2 separate regions of the Gossypium arboreum genome follow, and region 2 is linked to region 1. The links are chromatin contacts, called in public Hi-C maps. All regions are on one chromosome and are shown on one strand. Each heading gives the region's core, a stretch centred on a gene start, on an enhancer-like site or on the middle of the called end of the contact. The rest is flanking DNA. Distances are from core to core; before and after follow the strand shown. Region 1 holds the start of LOC108476700 (E3 ubiquitin-protein ligase SINAT3). Region 2 has its middle 42 kb from the start of LOC108479627.

Region 1 (4,070 bases), core at 1,049-3,548:
CAACATGCAATTACCACTATAAGAAATGTTATGAGTATTACATAATAATTCAAGAAACATTCTCATGGCGAGTCAGCCCAGTATATTATTCTCTAACATATACTTATGTGTTGATTTGATAACACATATCTATAGCACTTGTCATCAATCAATCACATATTAGCCTAAATGTATTATTGTTGTTTAAATCCATAATAATACTTGACAAAAGACATTTAAAAATGATCATATCATTCTTTGGACATTATCATTATAGAGTTTATTTAAACACGTAAATAAATCTGAAAACAATAATGACAATATCTTTATTAATAAATTAGGTAAAATATGTCATTACAATCATCATATGATTGGTCTTTGAGCATACTCCCAACAATTTCAAAACTCGAAAAGTATAAGAATTAAAAATATCAAAATTTATAATAATGATTAAATCCACAATTTAAGTGTTCTACGTGACTAATAGCAAAATTTGAAATAATATATTTAACTACTATCATTTGAGCACGTAATTTCATTTAAAAAGTACAAAAGCATAAAAACACTTGAATTAAGTACAAGGATTAAATCCACAATTTATACATAGTACAATAATTAATAGCAAATTTTTACTTATATAATTTTTTAAAAAATAGGTTTAATTTTTATCTACACTATTATTATCAAGCCATTGATTAAGTTGATGTCACAAATAGACTTGTCCATTGGCCGGGCCATCCAGCCCGAAGGCCTGCCCAAAAAGTAAGAGGGTTTGGACAAAAATATAGGCCTAAAAAATAAACTTGAAAAAAAAATAAGACCCGCTTTATAAACGGGCCAAGCCTCAGATAAGATTTTTTTAGCCTGGCCCAGCCTGACCGAACTCGAATTTGCAAAAAAACTGCTGCTGGTTTTTTACTGTGTTGCTACTGTTTTTCATTGTTTTGCTATTATTTCGATATTATATTGCTACTATTTTGTTGTTATTGTTTGAATATTGTATAACTCTTATTTTGTTATTAATTTTGCTACTATTTTAGAGGTATTTGCTTGCTAAGTTGCACTTATCTTAATGTTATTTAAGTATATTTTTTAATCTTTTTTCCACTGGTTGGAAAACATTTATTTTAATGTTTTTGATGTATTATATTTTTTAAATTTATTTTATATAAAAAATAATATAAAAATTTTAATACGTGTGGGTTGGGCCGGGCCGAATTTAGTTTTTAGCTTTTTATCTAGGTCGGGCTTGAATAAAATTTTAGGTCCGTTTTTCGAATCGGGTTTAAAAAACAGGCTTAATTTTTTTATTTGACTCGGCTTAACCCATGAACAACTCTAGTCACGAACTTATAAATACCAATTAAATTAGAAAAAAGATATTAAAATATTCTTAATAAAATTAATAAATATTGTTACAAGAGTGCTTTTATTTTTCTATAAATAAATCACTAATAAATGTAGAAAAAACCTTCAAATGATGAAACTTGAACTTAGGACATGTTTGATTGATTCTTTATATAAAATTTGAGATAATATAAATTTTGACCCTTGAATTTGGTAGCTAGATCCAATTTGGTACTTGAACTGAACTAGGCAATTAAATTATTTTTTATCCCTAAACTTAAAAAATATAAAAGTTTGATGATACGACACTTTGAGATTATGCCACATTAGCACTTGAAAATTGAAAATATATAAATTTTCAAGACATTGTACAATCTTAGAGTGTCACGTATAGCGTTCTAATAACTGAAACAGTGGTTGAACTTGTTAGACCACTGGTTCCTAATTTAATCGATTTGATCGGTTCAATTGCTAAACCTATAATAATTAAATAATTAATTAAAATTCATAAAATTAAAAAAAATATTAAACTTGTTTAACTATTGGTTTTTGGTTTGAGTTTTCAGATTTTACGAGTTTCAAGCAATTTCTAATTTAATCGGCTCAACTCTTTATTTGGAATAGTATATAGATGGTTCTTGGTCCAATCGGTTCGACCGACCAATATAGTCATGTTCGAAGAATACTGGTCACATCATTAAATCTTAATGAAATCTAAATTTAGGGCTCAAAATAAATTTAGACGTCAAGTTCAAGTATCAAAATTAACAGAAAAAGAAGGTAAATATGCCAAAGTGAATCTAATTACCAAGGTTAGGGCCAAAAATTTATATATATATTTTTTGTAAAATGTAGGAATTTTATTTATTTTTGAAGATAAAAGAAATTGTTTTAATTAATTGAAACATGGTCACTGTCTGTATGTTGCGCTAATAATTCCCACCTCATCACCTTACAAATCTTAAATATACATACACGTATGTACATACATATTGTAAGTAACCGTGGTTCTCTCTTTGACCTTGAGCCGCGTGATGTTGATCAACTGTCTCGTAAAATTTTAGACGGTGAACTCTCTCTTTCTCTGCAACCTATGAAAAAGAATACAGAGAGAAGAGAAATTAAAAACAGTAGTTTATTGATTTCTCTGTATTGATTCAACTCATCTGGTTTTCCAATTGATACCCCATTTTCATTCCTTGTTTCTTCTTCGATTTACTCATAAACTAACTTAGTCCCCAAAGATTAATACGTTATTTTTGTACCCATCACCCAAAGTTTCCATCTTTCCCAAAAGGAATTTGTACCCATAGCTGATCAAATTTGATAACTTTGTTATACCCTTTTTTTATGGAATCAGATAGTATTGATTGTATGGCATCATCGGATGTGATGGATGATGATGAGATCCATCATCATCAGTTATCTTCTTCATTGTCAAAGACCCACAGCAACAATGGGAACAGCAACAACAGTACCTTGTCATCAGCTGTTCATGCAAGCACTACTAGTGTCCATGAACTCCTTGAATGCCCTGTTTGTACCAATTGTATGTACCCTCCTATTCATCAGGTTAGTCTTTTTAATTCCATTTCCCTTGATGGGTTCTTCTTTTTCTAAATTGAGAACATATTTTTGAATGCTTATGGAGTGCTTGAATGGTTTAAATCTGTTTCTTTTTCTTGGATTTTTTTCAGTCAAATTTATAGCTTATTTTTATGTGTTGGATTTGTGCTCTTTTAGGGTTAGAATTAGGACTACAGATGGGATTAGGTTGTCTTTATATAATTGACTTTTTTTGGGGGTGTTATGTGAAGACCAATACACATATGCGTGGTTGAATTCTGTGTTTGTTTTAACGTATCAAAGAAGAAGAAGATGGTCTGATTATTGTAAATGTCGAAAATGAAACCTTTTTTTTTTTTTTTTTTTTCAGTTTAGTCCAGTTGGTGTTGCCTATAGCATTAACCTATACTCATTAGAATGTCTTTTTATTATATTTGACAAAGGTTTCCAATGCTGATTCAGCCTTTCAGCTCAGGCGCAGGGAATTTGTAAACAAAGGTGATATGTTGTAGCTGTTTGTGCTGGGAAAGGTTTTAGAAAAAGTGTGGCTAAGATGGCAAATTGAGAGGAAACTATTATCTTCTCATTCATTTGTAACAATCCATGAGAGTTTACTTGGATATGTTTATAAATTTGCATGATTTCACAATAAAAGTATAGAATAGTGGCTTCATCTAGAATATAAAACAATGCTGGTAAGATTGTGTTTATAAAATTAACTTAGGATTTTATAAATTTTGGGGATTGAAGCAGCAACTTTCCATTTTAGGGGGGCCAAGGCTCCTACCTGCACCCTCATCCCTTTGCCCCTGATTGGGAGTACAATGTGCCTCATCACTACACCCAACAACTCAGTTGTTGGTGAGATGGAGTATCATTTGAGTTTAGGTGAAATCTATGAATATTTATTTCTTCTTTTTCCTTCTTATGGGTGCATTTACATATCATTAGCCTGCATGGGATAGGTAGTTGGTTAAATAAGCAGCTGAAGTATACCAATGATGCTTAAGGATCATGACAGCCTTTTCTTTGTCCCCCTTTTACGGGTTGGGTGCAGGAACTTTGGCATGTGTAGATTATGTTTATGCCCAAGTACATCTCTCTGTTGTGTATGCTGATAAACCATATTTGTATGCTTCACTCTGAAAGTGCCCCAAAAGTTGTGCCAGTTTCTCTAA
Region 2 (4,262 bases), core at 220-2,719, 190 kb before region 1:
ACTCTTTTGACTAAATTAAATTAAAAAAAATAACCCCGCAGAGAAATTAAGGGGAAAAAAATCATATTCTAGTTGAAGGACGAAAATGAATAAATAAATAATGGCTGGTCAAAAATTTCAAGCTGTCTCTTTAATAAGAAACAGTGATAACAACGTAAATTTTTATTTATATATTTGGTTAAAATATGGTTCAAGTCCATATACTTTTCATACATTTGAAATTTAGTCTTTTTACTTTTATTTTTAAGAATTTAATCTCCTATATACTTTTCAAATTTTAAATTTAAGTTCAATTGTTAACACCATTAAAATTCTTGAGTTAAATTAGTTGAAAAGACATTTTAAAATTAAAAAAAACTGACTTAGTACTCATATAATAAAAAGTTGATGATAATATTAACAATCCAAAAAGCAAAGGAATTAAATTCTAAATATATACTGCATTGAAATATTCTTTGTAAATTCGCACATGTTGACTATAGGAAAAGAAATTATCATTAATTTTAATGTTAATTATTTGTGTATTATGATCAGTAATATTGATTCTTGAAATTTGATTAATCCAATAAAAAAATTGGCTCTTTGCAACTCTTTAGGCCTAAGATAATTATTCTTTTATATATATATATATATATATATATATATATATATATATGCATTAACCTTGTATAATCTTTTCAATCTAATCCAGCAGATTCCTTTAGGATTAGAGATTAGATCCATAATTATCTTATAAAAATAAATTAAATAATCAATGGCATCAATTATAGTAATTTTACATATTCTTATAATTTTTACGATATTTAATTATTTTTAACGTAAAAAATTTTGACATCAAAGATATATTAGAAAAAGGCATTATATTATATTAATATAACAAAATATTAGATTGATTTAAAATTTTTATGTACATAATAAGTTTAATTATATTGATGAATTCAATTATTGAATCATTAAAATATTGATTGTAAAAAAATTATGAATATGTTAATTTTAGATTAAATTAAGTAAATCAATTAAATGTATAGTTATATAAAGTGGAAAAAGAAAAGCTATTGTATCTTGCTAGAATCTTAATGAATTGTTCTCATTTTTCTTTGGTTAAAATATTTTATTTTTAAGAATTTTGGTTATTTTACTTTTTAAATTTCATAATTGAAATCTAATTGTTAATATTATTATTTTTTATTAAATTTTTAGATGTGATATTTTAAAATTAAAAAATACTTATTTAATAACTATGTAACTAAAAAAATGACGTCGTGAATATTTTGAATTTAATAAAAAGTTTAAAAATTATCAGTTAACTTAAATTTTAAAATTTTGAAAATAGAAGAATTAATTTTAAATTTTAAAAAAGTACCCAAAATCCAAAAAGAAATAATTAGAGAGAGGGTTGACTAGAGAAAATTTTAGAGGCTTTTAGGGAGATAATAATATTACTGGAAATGGATGATTGGTGTGGGACAAAGTGTGCTCTTTGGGGGTGAATGTCCATTGTACACCCCATGTGGAGACCAATTTCACTTTGTGTTTCTTTTGATTGGCCTTTGGCCTAGTGCTCAATTTTTCTTATGGAAGGGGATCCCCCACACAACAAAAAAATTTAAGATACCAACCCTAGGGTTTTTTAAGATATTTGAGGTAGGGTGTGCCTTGCAATTTTGGTGAAATTTTATGAAAGTTATTATATTATAAATCAGATTTTGTTTTATTTTTTATTAAAAAAATGGGTAAATTATTCTTTGTATGTTGATTAAAGAGTAAATTTATCATTTCTATTAAAAAATTTATCAATTTTTACTATTAAAAACTAGCATGACGGATAGAATAACTAGACAATTACATGTAGCATACAACGTATACCTTATTCTGACTTACAAGGACCAATTTTTAACAGTAGAAATGAATAGAATTTTTAACAAAAGAATTAGTTTGCTCTTTGATTTAATGTATAAAGACTAATTTGCTCATTTTTTGAGTAGAAGAGATAAAATGCAATCTAACTACTAGTACAAGGGCCTCCATAGAAGAACCAATTTGCTCTTTGATCAGAATAATAATCCCATTTTTTTTAAGTAATGACAAAATCTAATCTGACTCTTAATAAGTAGACCTCCACGATACTTGTGCCTAAAAATTATAAAAAGAAGGTTGGTTTAGATTTAAAAAAATATTAAAAGGGATATTAGCAAGTGTTACAAACAAATAATTTAATTAATTATATTGTTTGTATTTATTCATATGTTTGGAAAGTTGATTTAGTATATAAATTTACGTGTAACTATTTGTAATTTATTTATATGTATGCATGGATGACTATAATAATTAGTGAGTCTCATTAGGTGTAACCGAGATAAGCAATTACATTTGTGTCACATTGTTTAGTAGCTATTGTAATTAGTTGATCTTATTGAATAGAATGTAATTTGAGCACCTCAATTATTTGCTTCAATCCATATCTCAAGGTTGAAAATTGAAAAAATTACGCATGGCAATTAACCATGATGACTTTTAAACAAGATTAAAAAATTAAAATCTTTTACAATTCTAAGAATGTATGATTACTATCTATTAATTACACCTTTTTCAATTACATTATCACAAATAAATACATACAAATTCTATATGTTGTTTGTAATTATTGGTTTGCTTGTTTTGACCAATATTTAATAATCGGATTGGTGGTTGAATTAGTCAAACTGTTGATTCTCAATTCAATCGTTAGTCTAACAATAAATAATTATAAAAGAAAGTAAGAAAACACGATTTAACCGTTTCAACCACTTTTTATTTTTGTTTCAATTTTTAATTTTTACCCGATGTGAGTAGTTCACTTAGAGAGTGACTTAACCTCTATATCAAGATTGATATACCGAACTATTCTTAATCCAATTGATACCGATTCAAATGACAAAAAAAAAAAAAAAATGATGAGGATATTCACGAGGGGGCTTTTTTTGGTTCTGTTATTGTCTTTTACTTGCTTGTAAACCCTAGTATGTTTGCTCATTTTTGGCAAATAAATCAAAAAGATTAATTTTAATAATTTTAAAGAGGTTAATTATACGAAAATATATTTATGGTAAAACGAGTACGATTCAATTTGGTCGAATTTTTAAAATACTGAACCATCTTATTTTAGTTCGATTTTCTATTTTTTATTCTAATTTTTTTACTTTATTTTGATAAAACAAAATTTATTTTATGAATTTTCAACATTATTTGATAAATTTTTTAAAAAGTTCATAAATATTTTTAAAAGATTAAGTTTTCAAGTAAATAAAAATAATTTATTTTAGAAATGTTTATTTTATATAATATTGTTATGGTTATTTTTAATATTTTAAATACAAAATATTTATTTTTACATCAAAAGATTTTAAATTAAGTAAAAAATAAAAAAATAGTTGAATTAAATTAAAACAATTTTTAACTTTTGAATAAACAATTATCAAAACAATTTTAGATTTCACATTGTTTTTTTCTTAGTCCAAATGGATGGAAATAGAGAGCATAGGCTGGTCTAGGCATATGGGTTTTGATTTAACGAATATGAAAATTGGGCCTCTTTTTATCAAAATATAAAGAATATGGAAGACCCAACTTTTGAAGGCACAAACTCACAATGTATAAAATTTCTTACGCAGTGTTATGAAACCTACGTAATAATTGAATTTGGGTACTTATAATTACATAATAGTCATATATTTAGATAATTATTATAATTGATGGGTCCTATCGAATTGTATGTAAATGGAGCACCCAATTACATCTTTCAATTCTTAGGTAAAGCCTGAGAATTAGAGTAAATATACAAAAACCCCATTTTTAAAAATTATTTTTATATAAGTTATAAAAATTAGATTATAAGTATGAGCATAGTTATGACAAAAAAATTATTGTATTATAAATCTTAAAAAATATATCATAAAAATTATTTGTATATTTTATAAAGTTATAAAAAAAGTATATTTTTAAATCTTAAAATAAATCTATGAAGTTATGACTAAAAAAGAATTTTTATAGAACTGCACAATATATTTATTTACAAAATGCATAATTTATTTATACGTCCATACTATATATTGTAAAAATAATATATTTATAAAAATATTATAATTTTTTTATTATAACCCATTTAACGACTCGATTCAAGGTTGAATTCCTTAAATCAAGCCATTTGAGAAATGTTAGTTGAGAAATTTATAAGACGAGCACAAGACCCTAATTTTTTTATAATAATTAATATATATTTAAAA

What was found. A called contact is a pair of places that touch in the nucleus more often than the background predicts.
Region 2: a Hi-C map of leaf shows a contact between it and region 1, with 2.4 times the contacts expected there. The contact joins the enhancer-like site here to the promoter of LOC108476700 in region 1. A contact is called at or near these places in 2 of 5 Hi-C or Micro-C datasets (both in leaf).

Annotation. Positions count from the first base shown.
Region 1 is chr12:91,067,365-91,071,434 of ASM2569848v2, reverse strand. LOC108476700 (E3 ubiquitin-protein ligase SINAT3) reads left to right here and starts at 2,298. Exons shown (of 3, transcript XM_017778977.2): 1 at 2,298-2,898. The coding sequence starts at 2,677.
Region 2 is chr12:91,256,633-91,260,894 of ASM2569848v2, reverse strand. No RefSeq gene overlaps it. Among protein-coding and RNA genes, the nearest start is that of LOC108479627, 42 kb to the left of the region's middle. Within about 2 kb of position 1,469, at least 1 of the 2 cell types and tissues checked has an H3K27ac peak or open chromatin away from gene starts, as enhancers often do. A contact at or near this core is called in leaf, where this site is marked.